Linked DNA regions of Mus musculus: region 1 is linked to region 2. A link is a contact called in public HiChIP or PLAC-seq data. All regions are on one chromosome and are shown on one strand. The core of a region is the stretch at or near the end of the contact, and the rest is flanking DNA. Distances in the headings are between cores, read along the strand shown.

The links. HiChIP or PLAC-seq counts read pairs in DNA pulled down with a chosen protein or histone mark.
Region 1: an H3K4me3 HiChIP or PLAC-seq map of embryonic basal ganglia shows a contact between it and region 2, with 4 times the contacts expected there. The contact joins two enhancer-like sites. A contact is called at or near these places in 2 of 39 promoter capture datasets (cranial neural crest and hippocampal neurons) and 1 of 115 datasets of contacts at active chromatin or transcription factors (embryonic basal ganglia).

Annotation. Positions count from the first base shown.
Region 1 is chr17:30,496,036-30,499,427 of GRCm38.p6, reverse strand. All of the region lies in intron 6 of Btbd9 (BTB (POZ) domain containing 9), which reads left to right. Among named protein-coding and RNA genes, the nearest start is that of Btbd9, 79 kb to the left of the region's middle. Within about 2 kb of position 1,622, at least 42 of the 459 cell types and tissues checked have an H3K27ac peak or open chromatin away from gene starts, as enhancers often do. A contact at or near this core is called in embryonic basal ganglia, where this site is marked.
Region 2 is chr17:29,736,838-29,740,097 of GRCm38.p6, reverse strand. No RefSeq gene overlaps it. Among named protein-coding and RNA genes, the nearest start is that of Ccdc167, 21 kb to the right of the region's middle. Within about 2 kb of position 1,572, at least 36 of the 459 cell types and tissues checked have an H3K27ac peak or open chromatin away from gene starts, as enhancers often do. A contact at or near this core is called in embryonic basal ganglia, where this site is marked.

The DNA of each region.
Region 1 (3,392 bases), core at 373-2,872, 760 kb before region 2:
ATAGGCAGATGCTGAGCTATTAGGCATAGGACAGTGTGTCTCTTGAGTGGACACAGGGAGTGAGAGCAAGGCTGCTCAGAGCCTGGGCTCCTGAATGGTTGCCAGAGACCTCTGACAGGCAGACAGAGATGGCAGAGATGGAGGAACTTGGAGGAGGAGCACACTGACTAGTGGAACCTCTGGGGCAGAGTCTAGTCTCCAAGCCTGTGAGCGTGTGGATGGATAAGAAAACAGCAGCAGTAAGGAACTCCACTGTGTAAGTGTGAGAGGACAAGACGCTGGAAGGACAGTGGAAGAAGCCAGAGTGGACACACCTTTGTTGTGCGTGGCAGTCACTTCCTGTCCTGCTTGCTTTGAGGACAGTATTCTGGGGGGATGTTGGTTGATGTTAGTTCAGAACTAGGCTTGTGTACCTTCAGACGTCACCCACACTGCCTGGCAGTGATTGCTTTGACCTTTAATATTTATAGCTGGAGTGGCCCAATGTACCCTATGCACTTGTCTAATTATTCCTGGGCCTGCCTTTACACTTCTGTAGGTAATACTTGTCACGTAGCAGAGTCCTCTTAACCCTCTCATCGTCCTTGAATGTAGCTGCCTGAATATTAGATTTTTCTGGAAAACTCTCTTAATATTGCTGCCCCCTCCCCCATTATTAAAGGGAGATAGGAGGAAACAAGGTTTTTAATTATTTCACCTTACAGGAATGTGTTTAAAGAGAATGATGCATACCAGTCTCATGGTTAATAAGATGATCAGTGCTTTCTTGGTGATGATTATAAATGGTACACGTCCCCAGCTCAGGGTGCTCTCTCTGGATGCAAGGTCAGCTCAGGGGAGAGTAGACCAGCAATAAAACCAGATTACTTGTCGGCTGCCAGACGTTCTGGGCAGAGTGCCAGACTTGGTTCACCTTCTGAACATTCATCTCCCAGTATGAAAATAGAGGGCTCGGTCCCTGCAAGGAATGGCAGCAATGGGACACTTGGGCTCCTTCAGTCCAGTGCTGCTGAGGACAGTGGGGAGCGGTCAGTGTGGGCTCGGTGTCTCTGACCTCATTCAAGAATGGCAGGGTTTTTCTTCATTATGCTTCAAATTATAATTTCATAAGTTAATAATTGTTCCAAATAACGTGGGTCACATGTACACATGACTACATTCTGCCTGGTGGGAAGCTATAGGTTTAATTTTGGGTAGTCATAGAAATTCTCTGCACATTATAAAGCTATTAGGACATAACAGCTGTTTTAGATCATTTCACCCTGCAAAAGAAATGCAATGCAGACTAAAATGATCAGTAATTATGTATTTTGAAAGCTAAACCTCCAGTTATAGAAAGAGCTCATTTACACATTAGATACTGATAAAAACTACAGAATTCTGTGAGTTTCAAAGTTAGTGTTATCTCCTGTCTAAGACTAGGAAAGCAAATCTGTGCCAAGGAACATCTTTCGTCCTTTGAAGTCTCCTTTGTGTTGCCCATTGTAACCGTGGAGTTGCAAATCAACAGTAGAGAAAAGCTGCTTGATATTTTTCTAAAGGAAAGCACTGAGGGACTGTTTGAGGAGTAGGACGTGGGGTTTATTTTGTGTCTGTTGATCAGCGCCTACCATCTGCCTTGCAGTTAATGTTGTAGACGCGTGCATGCGGCTCCTGGTTCTGAACAGATGACGCGCATGGCTTGTTGAGATGGCTGTGCTTTCTGTGTGTGTGTGTGTGTGTGTGTGTGTATACCTAGGGTGCTTAAAATCACACTGGAAGTGTGAAGCACATAATGAGGCTCCACTCTGGGCTCATTTGCATATTCAGCTCCCATACCCAAAACAAAGGATCAGTGGCTGGCGCTCATTTCTTTCTGCCCTCAGATCAGCTCTAACCAGCTGTCAGCAGATAGTTTGATTAAACACTTTTCTCTGTTAGAGAACTTTGGGGCACATTCTATGTGTAAACATAGATTGATTTCAAGGGACAAATTTTCAGTGCGATTCATGGATGTATCATGCCATAAGCTGCAAAACAAAAATATTTTTCTGTAAGTTTCCTTTTTACCATTGATTCTCTAGGGTGAGAGCAAGATTCCAATTCATGATTTTTGGCTGAAATCAAGGTGGTAGATGATGTATAAGCCTAGTTTAAAGAAACCAAGTAAATTTAAGGTATGGATTCATAAATTCGACTATTTCAGGAGATTTTTAAAATTTGTAATCACTTTAAAATATGACAATAGAAATTTTACTTATCTTTGACATGTTCACTAGAACATATAGTATAGTTATCTTTTTTCTAAATATAGTTATGCATAAATGTGTTATTTGTAAAAATGTTATTTAGTGGCCAAAAATATTTGGAAAGCTGTCCAAACATCAGAAATGTCAGCCATCAGAGAAATGGATCTTAAAACTGCTTTGAGATTCCATCTCACCTCAGTCAGAATTGCTTCATCAAGACATGACTGTAGGGCAGTCCTCATATACTGCTAGTGGGGGTATAAGCTGGCACAAACATGGAAGTCAGAGAAGTTTCCTTAGACAACAAAAACTAGCCCATGCTCCAGCTAAAATACTTCTAGATAGGCCCCGAAAGACTCACAGTGCACACACCACACACCTGATGTTCCTATTTGCTGCTGCATTCAAATGCAACAGCTAAGAATGGACCAACCAGCAGATGAATGGACAAGAAAATGTGGTACCTAATACAGTGGAGCTCCATTCTCTCATAAAGAGTGAAGTCATGACATCTGCAGAAAAGTGTGTGCAACCAGAAGTCATGTTAAACAAGCTAGAGTCAGACAAATATTGTCCTTCCTTATTCTCTCATACCTAATCTTACGTATGTGTGTAGGACATTGAAGTAGAGAGGGGCCATGAATGGAGGACAATCTCTTCAGGGAAAGGAGGAGGAGGAGGAGGAGGAGGAGGAGGAGGAGGAGGAGGAAGAAGAGGAAGAGATGGCTCTGGAGTACATGTAACATGAAAGCACATTTGTGGGGAAGAAGAGGACCAGCATGTAGGGACAGAGTGGACAGAGAGAAAAGGGGAGGGAATAATAGCCAAGTGTAATGTACAGGGCAGCAAAAGTACAAAGGAGATTCCATTATGAAACCCAATAGTGTGTAAGCTAATGTTGAAAATCATTTTTATAAAGAAAATAGCATTTAGTGTGTGCTATTTCACTATCTCGTCAGTGTGTTGTCAGTCTGTTAGTACATAACAATCGGATTTATCTCTTGTAACAGTACCAGAGTATATTACTGTTAGCAGTTGTCTTTAGGATGTTTCTGTGACAGGACAGAAGGCCTTCCACATTATCTAATCTGTAAGCAAGCCGTGTCAAAGGTTATGCTCTTATTAAAGACTCCACCCACAAGTATGTACTAATGGCTTCCTAGC
Region 2 (3,260 bases), core at 323-2,822:
GGCTTATCACTTATAAATAGAATAATTAGATTGTGTGGTATTTTCGTAAGGGATTATTGGAGTTGGAAATCACTACAACACCAATGTGTGTTAGTGGAGGAGGAGGAGGAGAAGGAGGGAGAAGAGGAGGAGGAGGAGGAGGAGGAGGAGGAGGAGGAGAAAAGGGTTCTTTGTATATACTTATGATCAGCTAAGTTCTGTGATAATGTAATTCTGACATAAAGGAGACAAACTCCAAGCCTCTAGTTAGAGAGGGGGATTTGGAGAGATGGGGTTAAGTGGGGCAGATCTGGGGAGAAGGCTAGCACCCCAGCAGGGAGCAGGGAGCTTCTCCAGGAAGCTGCTAGGTCTATTACAGGTTCTCAGGAGAAGTGCAGTCTACCTGACTGACCACTTGTGTATTTTAGGACCTAAGTGCGTGCACAATACTTTACCCAGGCTGTTCCCTGCCCACAGTGACTTTCTAGGGCTGTGGAGACCCCAAGTACTGAATGCAGCTCAAAGCTCCCTGTGAGGTTTTCTCTGCCCCCGGTATTACACCCCCAGTTATGCAGGGGCGAGGTCATATCTGTGTATCCCCATGAGTTCTATGCCAGTGTCAGACAATTGGATAGATGGATGCATAATAGGATGAAAGAAGGAATAATAAATGGATGAATAGATAGGTGGGTGTGGGTAAGTAGGTGAATGGATGGGATGGACAGACAGATGATGGGTGGATGGATGGATGGATGGATGGATAGATAGATAGATGAGTTGGTGGATAGAAGGATGGGATGAGATGGATGGAGGAACCAGGGGGAGGGATAGCTGCATGAATGGGTAGGAAGATGGATGGAGTGAGTGAATTAATCAACGATGGATGGATAGGTGGATGGATAGAGTATGATGAGTGGATGGATGGATGGATGGATGGATGGATGGATGGGTGGGTGGAGTGATGGGATGATGGATTAAGACCTGTCTGAGCAAGCTGAAGAAAGAGAGCATAACCTCTTAGCTCCCTGGATGTGGTCCCATAAGGATGAATAAGTAATAGTGCTCTTTTTGCCCCCACTTGGGCTCAGAGAAACAATGTATCTACTTAGTTCTTCTCATTCCGGCAAAGCGGCAGAGCCAAGTCTTGAACCTAGACAGTCTAGGTCTGGATCCAAGGTATCCATTGTACATGATTTACAAAGACTCAAGCTGAGAATAAAAGTCCAAGCCTGGGAAACAGGATCAGGACACTGGAACTGCTATCTCTTGACCTCTGGTCTGTTGCTGCAGCCCCGCCCACTCACTACCCTCCACCACAACCACCACCACAGTCTGCTTCAACCCAAACAAAATGTACAGCCAGATGGAGGGACAGCGTTCTCTTCTGGAGACATGCCGAAGTGCGGGCTGACAGTAGACGTTACCCCTCTGACTCCCGGCCTGTCCCAGCTGAGTGGACTCTGGGCAGGAAGCCAGCTGTGGCTTGCAGTGCCCCTCTCTCTGCTGCGCCTCCTCCCTCTCCCGAGTCACACTCCACATGCTCAGATTCCTTTGTGGTGGGTGTTTTGATTAATTTTATTCTAATTAATTCAGTAATCTCAAGCTGTTTGCAAAATCTGCACCAAGCTCCTGCTCTGTGATGGATCTGCAGAAGCGGCTGCAGACAAGCTCGTTCAACTCTTAGTTCACTCTGTGTGTGTGTGTGTGTGTGTGTGTGTGTGTGTGTGTGTGTGTGTATCGCAGCTGGAAAAGTGGGCTGCGGGGGCTGGAGACATTGTCCCTGGCTTCTTACTGTCACTTCCTACGTGCCCTTGTGTGCATGCGTTGGGACTTGATGGTTGTGTTTGGAGAACAGAGACCAGTGTGCGTGTGCGTGTGCGTGTGTGTGTGTGTGTGTGTGTGAACAAATTAAGGAAGTCCGTTCTTTCCTTTCATCTCCTCTCCTCACTGGGAGAGGCATCTTCAAACTCCACCCACAGCTAAAATACCTCGCGCCCCCTAGTTGCCCTTAGTGTTACCTGCCAGCATGCAGAGACTTTTATGATTCCCATCAATTTATTCCTTCCCCAAAATTGTGCCAAAGCCTGGGGGAGGGGCACGGGATCTCCAGCCCTGATACCACAAGCCCAATGCAATCATGGCCACGTGGTCAGATGTCTGCCCACCTGGATTTCTCTGCCTGTGCTTGACACCCCACACACCCACCCACACCCCCACACCCCCACACCCACCCCCTACACCCATCCCCGCCATTCTGAGTCCTGAGTTCCCTTCTCTTATTCCCTGTTCCTCCACCCACTTTTACCCATCTCATGTAAACCGTATTTGATACATTTTTTCCCTTGAAAACCTATATTATTCAGTTTCTTGATAACCTTGCCCATTGGTCTCTCTCAGATGCGGGGCTGCAGAGCTGGGACCCTGGCTGGGCAGCTCCCATTGCTAAGGGCACAGATGCAAGTCTAGATGACCTCCAACATCAGTCAGAACATGAACTTCAAAACTCAGTTTTAAAAGTTCACCAGTTTGAGCTGGGTGTGGTGGTGACTCCTGAAATCTCAGCACTTGGAAGGTAGAGGCCGGAGGGTCAGGAGTTCAAGGTCACCCTCTGATACATTGGGAGTTCGAGACCAGCCTGGGCTACTTGATACCAATGAGTGTGTGTGTCCATAGTGGCACACTTCTACAGTCATAGGACTCAGAAGACTGAGGCAGGTGGGTCACTTTGATTCAACTTCCAAGCCAGACAAGACTAACTATATTGTGAGACCCTGCCCTAAAATCACAGAAGTATATAAATATATAACAACAAAACCAAAAATGGACAAGTAAGCTCTCGAGTTTCTGGTTTTCCTGACTATCTCTCCAGACCAGACTCTCTTTGAACCTGAACCCCTTTCTTTTTTTTCTTTTTTTTCTTTTTTTTCTTTTTTGGTTTTTGAGACAGAGTTTCTCTGTGTAACCCTGTCTGTCCTGGAACTCACTTTGTAGACCAGGCTGGCCTCAAACTCAGAAATCCACCTGCCTCTGCCTCCCGAGTGCTGGGATTGAAGGCGTGCGCCACCACGCCCGGCTCTGAACCCCTTTCTTTACCAGACAGCTATCCAGCTCCTGGGGACAGGGTACAGCACTTTGTCCAGTATCCAGCTCAAGTCAAGTGCTCAGTAAATATACAAGTTAGCAGCTGTGTCCAGCGAGGACCGAAGCTGTGCAGGGTTACTGATAACTCAGATCTTACTGTGACCTCAGCTGGCATAGAGTAGGGTCCCATGGGGAGTCAT